Regions from separate parts of the Rattus norvegicus genome. Here region 1 is linked to region 2. A link is a contact called in public Hi-C data. All regions are on one chromosome and are shown on one strand. Each heading gives the region's core, a stretch centred on a gene start, on an enhancer-like site or on the middle of the called end of the contact. The rest is flanking DNA. Distances are from core to core; before and after follow the strand shown.

The links. A called contact is a pair of places that touch in the nucleus more often than the background predicts.
Region 1: a contact with region 2 is called in a Hi-C map of liver, with 2.5 times the contacts expected there. The contact joins the promoter of Fbxo30 here to the enhancer-like site in region 2. A contact is called at or near these places in 6 of 12 Hi-C or Micro-C datasets (the A7r5 cell line, Schwann cells, hepatocytes and 2 more).

The regions. Positions count from the first base shown.
Region 1 is chr1:7,474,569-7,478,886 of GRCr8, reverse strand. It overlaps Fbxo30 (F-box protein 30), which reads right to left and starts at 3,048. Exons shown (of 3, transcript NM_001007690.1): 1 at 2,894-3,048.
Region 2 is chr1:7,410,978-7,415,391 of GRCr8, reverse strand. It overlaps Shprh (SNF2 histone linker PHD RING helicase), which reads right to left. Exons shown (of 31, transcript NM_001107470.1): 27 at 1,101-1,193; 28 at 380-466. Among named protein-coding and RNA genes, the nearest start is that of Fbxo30, 63 kb to the left of the region's middle. Within about 2 kb of position 2,976, at least 3 of the 93 cell types and tissues checked have an H3K27ac peak or open chromatin away from gene starts, as enhancers often do. A contact at or near this core is called in liver, where this site is marked.

The DNA.
Region 1 (4,318 bases), core at 1,799-4,298, 63 kb before region 2:
GTGTGTGTGAGTCTTGTCTAATTATAAGGGAGCTTATTACCAGAAATTAACAATTTATTAGTTATGTGTCTCAGGAAAATTTTATCTTCTGTATAGTCAGAGGTACTAGTATGTAAAAAACAGAATACTTGCTGATCCACTAATCAAACTGATGCATTTAGTTTTGAAGTTAACAAATCTATATCTCGGTCAGTTTATCTGCTTTTAAAGGGGTGGTGTGGTGGTGTTGGTGGTGGAGGTGGTGGTGTGGTGTGGTGGCCAGATAGGGAGCTCAGCAGTAGAGCATTTGCCTACCAGATGCAAGGGCTTGGATTCTGTTTTGAGCACAGTAAAAACAAATCACAACCAACAACATCAAGCAGTCAAAGCTGTGGTGGTGATGGCTCCACATAATGAAAATTAGATTCCCGTGAAATTTCCAACTCAACCCACTGATTTTCTAGCTTCATTATACCTGCTGAGGTAACACATAAAACACCTGGACCAAAAGCAACTACAGGGAGGAAAAAGTTTGTTTCAGCTAACGCGTTCATTCCAGGTCACAGTTCATCCAGGGAAGTCAGGGTAGGAACTCAAGCAGAAGCCATGATGGAATGCTGCTTTTTTGCTTGCTCACTGTCTGATGCTCGGCTAGCTTCGTGTGTGTGTGTGTGTGTGTGTGTGTGTGTGTGTGTACGAGAGTGTGTGTAGTCTAGGATGGTACTGCTCACAGAGGGCTAGGTCCAGCCCTGACATCCTCACAGAGTGACCTAGGTAATTCTTCAATTCTTCAATTAAGGCTTCTTCTCTCAGACTCAAGGTTTTGTCAAGTTGACAACTGAAACTAACCAGGGCAATGGCTAAATGAGTTATACTCTAATTATTTTATTAAACTTTGCTTCTGGTTTTATAGAAGAATGAGCTAATGATATGGAAACTTATTTTCATGTTCTTATCCCCCCTGGATGTAACATTTCAAAATTAAAACATTTCAAAACTGGTCATGGTTAAAAATTTTGAAGCTAAAGTTCTAACTACTCACAATTTTCTCTCCTAAATACACAAATGGAAAAATCATAGCCTTGGATCAGAAATTAAATTTAATATTCAGTTGAGAACCTATTTAAACAAATGGATAAAACCAGGTCTACTCAAGTGACAGGAAAGACTCAGTCTAAGAAGGCAGGAAGATGAGCTTCTAGGAAGCCTCAGCTTTTGACCTTGAGGCAATTGTTGTCCTTTAAAAGCAATCCCGACTTCTGAAAAGTTGGCTACAGTTATGTCTGTGTCCACTAGTACACAAATATAGTAGCTCTGCTTTACACAATAGTCAGATTTACACAACTACTTTTAAATGTTACTTAAATGTATAGTTTACTAAATGCAGTAACCATTATATAAGGCACCATTCTACCCAGTGCTAACATTAACTAGTCTGTAAAAAAGAAAAAAAGCAAAAAAAAAAAAAAAAAAAAAACATCTTTTTGTTTAAAACAAAAACCAACCAGGTTTTAACTGAAGTACATTCCGATGTAATACTTTCCTACTAGTATGCACATATACAAACAACTACTTCAGTTGAATCGCACCTATCTCATCATAATTAATATGAAGTGTAATATTTTCTCAGTCCTTAACTTAAAACTTTTATCCTTGAATATAATGCATAAATGCAATGATATTCTCCAAGAAAATGCCTAGCAAGAATAATTCCTTCTATTAAATAAACAGTTGTCTTAAAAACTTATTTAGAAGACTATCCAAGTTACATTTTAGAAACATGCTATATCAAATAGTAAACACATTAACTAAAGCCTGTTTGTCTGACCTTAATGCACCTCTCCAACCATATGGGAAGTGTTAGCAATTATTTTATGCAATATTATTTTTAAAAGTACATTTTATTTAAATATTTCATATTTTAAAACGATATACAAAAAAACCTTAAATCTAAATCTAAACATTCAGAACATTAGGTTGAAATTAAACACATGGAATCCATAGGTTTCAGTTTCTTATATTATTCATCAAACACCTACTATTTCTAGAATCACACACACACACAAAAGCTTATGTCCCTCTGTACAAACTGGTGATCTAACAAGTTAGCAAAACATCATGTTGTCCCCAACTAAACTCCCACAGCAAGAAACAGTGACTAAGCATAAAGGAGAGTGATTCAACGAAACTGCATGCTTTAGAAAAGGCAAACAGGGAGACTTTATGGTATCCTTTGTCTCACTGCCAGTCAACATGGGATTGGTTGGGAAAACTAACAGAAAAGCGTGCAAAACATGTTAATGTAACTGACTGTGCCTGAAATTTAGCAGGGAGCAAATAGAAAAACCTCAACCTTTTTGAGATTTCGTTTTAAAAACGTTAACCCTCTCTGATACCAGGATGCCCACAAATAACTTCCATCTTGGATCACAGTCAACAAAGCAATCATGAGAGAAAAGGTCAACTCCTTCCCAAGCATCTTTTCATCCGGGATTTACCACGGGGCTCAAAGAAGGGAGAGGGGGGCTAGGAGAAGCGTGGTAAACACAGGCCTCGGTCGAGGTTAAAATGTATTCCCGAGTGACTTTGAATCCGCCCTGCGTTCCTTGTCCTGCTTCCGATGTGGGACTCCACGAGCTGGACCCAGTAATTTGGGGGTGGGGGGATGATCCCTAAGTCTCCCTTTAACAAGGGCCACGGCGAAGCCTCCGCGCCTCTCACTTCCATGAATGGACAAGTTACCAACTTCGCTTATCCGGCGGGGACTCTTGGAGATGCCTCGCGGTCCCTTAACCCGTTTGCGCCCAAACCACCCAAGTCCCTACAAGCCAGAGGGTGCGAACCACGCTTTCCGGGGTCCCCCGGGACTCCTCCGCGCTCATTGTGTGTGTGTGTGTTGGGGGGGGGGTCTCACCCGGGTCGGCGTCCCCCGGGGTCGGGGCGCCATTTGCCGGGAGCCTCAAGGGCGGGCCACACAGGCAGCCGGGCGCGATTCGAGGCCCGGGCGAGCTGGACGGGAGCCTCCGAGCTGCGCCGACTCCACCGGCCCCGCCGCCCCCTGGGCCCGCGCCGTCCCTGCCGCTGACCGCCCGCGTCCCCGCGCCAGCCTCCCGCGGCCTCGCCACACTCACCAGCCCACGCGGGCCGAAGCGCCACTCAAACCCCGGCAGCCCTGTCCGTCGCGTCCGGCCGCTCTGCAGCCTCCCCGCACCGGACCGGACCGGACCGGACCACGTACAGAGCCGGTCCCGTCCCAATCCTCAGCGTGTCTGCCCCGGCCGGACCGCCGCCTTTTCTCCTCGGCCTCCAACCGCCACCGCCCTCCTCGCGCGCCCCGCCCCGCTGCGCCCCGCCCCCCGGCCCCGGAGCGAGCGCGCGAGCGCGCGCACGCACGGCCGACGAGGACGCGCACGCTGCCCTCTGCCGGTGAGGCCGGACGCAGAGAACTCGTGGAGCGTCCCTGTTGGCGCGTCCCCGTTGGCGCGTCCCCGTGATGCTCCCGCAAGGCTCCCACGGTGCTCCCAGCCCGGCTCAGCTTTTGAACCTTTGTTTTTTGTTTCTATTTATTTATTTAACGGAAGGACTCCCAGAACCCGTGTGGCACTGTAGAGAACGCAGGCCCCAGAAGCGCGACGCGTCCTCCTAGCTCGCACCCGCAGGAAATAGGCCAGCTCCGGTTGTCTGTGGTAACTGCCACCACCTCACGTGCCCGAGCCCTGTGACTCGGTGACCGCTCTGCTCTGTGACCCGTTTCCCCTTGTAAGAGCCCTGCTGCCCGTCAGCCCGCCGGAGGGTGGATTCCTTGGAGCGCCCCACGCGGCCTCCAGAGGGCGCGGCGCGTCCCCGCAGCCACCCAGGCCTACACACACGGCGTGTAGGCGTCCCTGTTACTACCGCCAGGCCCAAGTGTGAGACTGAGGGGCGCTGACGTCACCGACGCCCGTCTCAGAGCCACGTTGAAGGAGTCGTGGCCCTGACTGGCGGAGGGGCAGAGGTGAGAAAACCCCCTTGGGTGGCCATTCCTGGTGACTGCAATTTTTACCTCCAGCTGTTGGAAACGGTGGCTCACGTGATTCACGGTCCAGGGACCGAGTCTCAAGACTTTTTCACCTTAAAGACCAGCACATTCGGACAACAGCTGCACAAAACCCTGAGGAACTTTTAAGACTGAGCACACTGAAAAGGTCTGGGTTTTTGACACTAGGTCGTCTGCCACCTCAAGCTGAGTGGGAGTCAGTACAAATCAGAAACCTCTGCCCTTCCATAAGTGGCAACCAGACACTACCAGGAATCAAATATGTCCTCTGAAGTATACGTGGACTTTGGTCTAGACTTGTGA
Region 2 (4,414 bases), core at 1,727-4,226:
GAAAGTGAGGGAAAAAAAAACATTGTGAAATTAATGTGAGGTAAGATAGGAATCTACTGTATTTTCAGCTGTTCTTGTATGTGGTATGTATCAGATTAGAGGTGTGACTATTAAATTTGATATAAACAAAATTTTAACCACATGTACTTTTTTCTGAGAGAGAGAGAGAGAGAGAGAGAGAGAGAGAGAATCTTTAGATTGTCTAGATAAAAAATATCTATTGTATTTTTTATCTTGTTTTAAAATGTTAATTTCATGAATAATCAAGAACTTAAAACCTTCTTATAGGGTTCAGAACAGAAGATAAGCTAAGGCAGCTAGAGAACGGCAGATCAGTTTGCACCTGATCTGTTAAAAACAGGAGGGAAACTTGACACACCTGGAATGTCTTAATGCGACTGATTTGTGTGAATCCCATGTTGTTGTCCGTGAGAGCTTTTGAAATAATATCTAACACATCTTGCCACTAGAACATCAAAGTGAGAAAAAAGTGTTTACACACAGCTTTCGGCCAGAGAGATTTGAGGAGGGAATAAATCATAATTAAGCCACAATATCTTTCATACTTCAGTTAAGTGAGCAAACCCAAACGCTCAGAGGAACCAGCAACACCAGCTCTGTGGGGACAGCACTTCCCCATCAAATACTGTACAACAGTAATATAATAAAATACAGACATCACTGAAAACGTTTAAAACAGCGGTGTCTTTAATAGATATAGTTCATCTTTTTAAATGTAAAACTAGAATTTTAGTATATTTATAAATAACAATTTACTTATAGTACATTAACTACTTTTTCTTAAATAGACCATTTCACTTGTGAGTGAATCTTTGAAGGTTACAGATTCTAACTTTTCAAATATCAAAAATATCTCTAAATGACATCAATTTAAAATTTAATTTTAATAAAAATATGTAGTGATAGGAACTGCCTTTATAAAGTATCATCACATTTCTCTAAACATAAGGACACAGAAAGAAATGGCATTAATTCTGAGTCTTAGCTCTATATCAGCAGGTATTTATAAGTAGTACTCAGATAGACACTTATTAGAGGCAGAAGACCAGCTAGACTGAAGCAGAAAGCCTTGATTATACCGTTGAGAAAACGAGCGCTTTGGCCCCCGGATCTTTAAGTTGTATTTTCATCAGAGTTCTGACCACAGCTTCCACTTTTGTAGAATGGCTACCCTTTGAACACAAAGAGGGAAATACATTAGCACCAAACAAAACCTAGTTAAGCAAGGAAAGAAAATTGGTATAAACCACTTCATTCAAACTATTTATAACAGAGCAATTATATAAATACAATTTTATATACATATATAAATATATAAAAGCTTGGCAAATATATATGTGCTTAATCTTTATTTTGTGTTTACTGGGGATTTTCTTTACTGTCTAATTGCAGAAATGAATGAGTTTACCAGCTCAGCGGGCAAGCATACTTGCCAGGAGCCTGATGACCTGAATTTGATTTCCCAGAGCTCACAGGACGGACAGTCATATCTACATGCTGTCCCTGACTCTGCACCCATGCCATGTCATGCACTGTCTCCCGTGTCTCCCAAATCTAAGAATAAGGATTTCTTAAAAGAATTTACATCCAGGTAACTGAACACAAATGCATTCTAGAAAGTCATACAATCTTGATACCACACAGTGTAGTTAGGTTTTATAGCTACTAAATTCTGTTACAATAAAGAAGCAGAATGGATATTAAAAAACCTTCCTCACTATTCCCTTCATTTCAGATATTTTAAGATTAGAAATGTAAGAATACAAAGAATGAAAACTCAAGGCACCTTGAAAACTGAAGGATTCAACCAATGAATACAATTTCTTTGCAATGGCATGACCATGGACAATGACAGAGACACAAGATGTCCACTAACACACAGGCAGATAAAGTCACTTTACAAGATATTTTTTCTGTTTTATTTTTCATCTTTCAAAACTGTTGCATCACAGGAATATGGAAATAGAAAAGTGGTTTAAAACCTGAGGAATAAACAAATGATGAACCCATGGTCAGTGTGTTTAACCTAAGCCCCAGTGGATAAGCAATCAGTAATGGCTTTTCAGATCTTAAACATGCACACTACCATGACCTAAATCAAGGTGTAGAAGAGGACAAGCCAAATGCAAATGGACTGCCACAGCAGCATTCACCCTTTCCTCAATGCTCTCAATATATTTATTTTTACAGGAAAAAAAAATACCAGGTAAACAAGGAAGAAAGTTACCCTAATTTAATGGGAAGACAATATTTTGAAGAAAAAAAAAAAGGCTAAAAATTTGCATGCTAACATAAGGAACTTATATTTATTTTTTAGACAAACAGCATCTCAATTATACATACAAGGTTTAAAATATGTTAAGGGGACTGCACTATCTCATACTACTGATTTCATAATAAAGAGAAAACAGGAAATGAATACAAAGTGAGACTTCCGACCTTCGGACAGAGCCACCCATATACCCTGTAACATGCCACCTGGAAAGCGGTTCACTTCCGGTACGGCTCAGTGGGGAAAGCACTCGCTGACAAGCCTGATAACCAGACAGAGTTCTATCCTTCTAACCTACAAACACATTGTCCTCTTACCACCACATGCAGATTCATGCCAACACACGTAAGAAATATACGCTAAGCAAAGTACAGGATAAACACGAGTCCTTTTATCTAGTGAGCTGTTTCTTTCTCAAAGACCAAGAGAAACAGAAAAAAATTTTTTTATAAGCAACATTTCAAGATGTTCAAAGGTTCTCAAAAAAATCCTCATAGGTTCTGAGCCATTTGAGTCCCAATTCAATTACTAAGAATAACTGTGTCTAGAAACCAAAAGCTCTCTTCCCAAGAACTACAGAGGGGGAAAGGCTAGTGGGAAGGACTGTCCGGAACCCTGTGTCTCTATGGCTCCTGTTTTGAGTCTGCACGCCCTTCATAGATTTGCAAACAGAACAAGTACATAGTGTCAGAACTGTGTTTACGTAGCTTCATCTCTCCAGAGGAAACCAGAGCCAAGACCTCACAATGTAGCCCAGCTGACCTTGATCTCACACCAGTTCTCTTCCTGCTTCAGATTCGAAAGTGATAAAATTACAGGCATGAGCTGCTGTGCTTGGCTAAGATAAAACATTTCATACTTTAGACTATTTTTTAGACATTTAAATTATAAATTATTATAAATGATACTCTAATGGCGTATGCTTTCCATTTTCTTGGTTATATAATTAGGAATGGAACTTTTGGCTCCGTGGCAACTGCTGCTTTCATAGCACGGCCAAGGCCATGTGCATGCTGGCCACACTCTACTTACATGCCACACTGCTAGTCCTTTGCCTTGTAAGATGATAAGTTGAAAGTTCATTGCCTCTGTGAACATATCTTCATTAAAAACTTGTAATTCGTTAAGTCAAAAGAAAATGCTCTAGACAACAACAGATTGCTGAAGTAAAAAAAGGGCACAGAAAAGTACTAACACAATCATCTCTGCAAGTGTGGATGCACATCTCACAGTCAGATCCAGAGCACACTGAGAAAGCCAACTTCCTCAGGGAATCCCCTCTCTACCCTCCAAGGCTGGAATCAGGCAAGTTGCCATGCCCACCTGGCATGTGTGGGGGTTCTGAGAATCTGAGCTATGGCCCTCATGTGTGGCATGCACTGTAACCACTGAGCCATCTTCCTAGCAATGGTACTGCATTTCCTTAATCCAGTCATGAGTGTGGACACTTGGGCTGATTCTATGTCTCGGCTGCTGTGAACGAGTAATGCTTCCATGAACTGGGATGAGACAAAAGCTTTAGATATTATGCTCATAGCGTCTGCTTCTGTTTTCCACTCAAGACATGAAGTCAGCAGGCAAAATAGTAACATGGTTAATAATAAAGAAATGGCCTCAAACCTTTCTATTAAGTGTAATAGAGAATAAACTACATTTTTGGCAGAAAGTAAAACATATAAAAAAATTAACAAAAATATATCAGCATCAAAGTCTAACAAAGGGAATTTCCTATGAAATTTGGCCTAGATGACATGTAGTAGCATATCTCTAAATCATAAATGTCAGCAGATTCTTATTCTAATAGGTATGACTTACTTTAATCAGATTAGAACGTCATAGTTATACATTCTTCCTGCAAAACTCTTAAGAATTTAAATTCTGAGTTAAAATGTTTACCGTGCTGAAAGGATTGAAAGAACAGTGTTTCCTGCCACATGTTTAGTGGACTAATAGAATTATAACAAAAATGCAATGAGAGAGTGTCTGGCTTAGAAGTTTGGCCATCCTTGCTCATCTAGAATAAAACTGCTATACTAATGGAATTCTGGGATAAGGTGCTCTGTGGAGAGAAGAATGCAAGGATAGTAAACAAAACAAAACAAAACAAAAATCTTTTTTTTT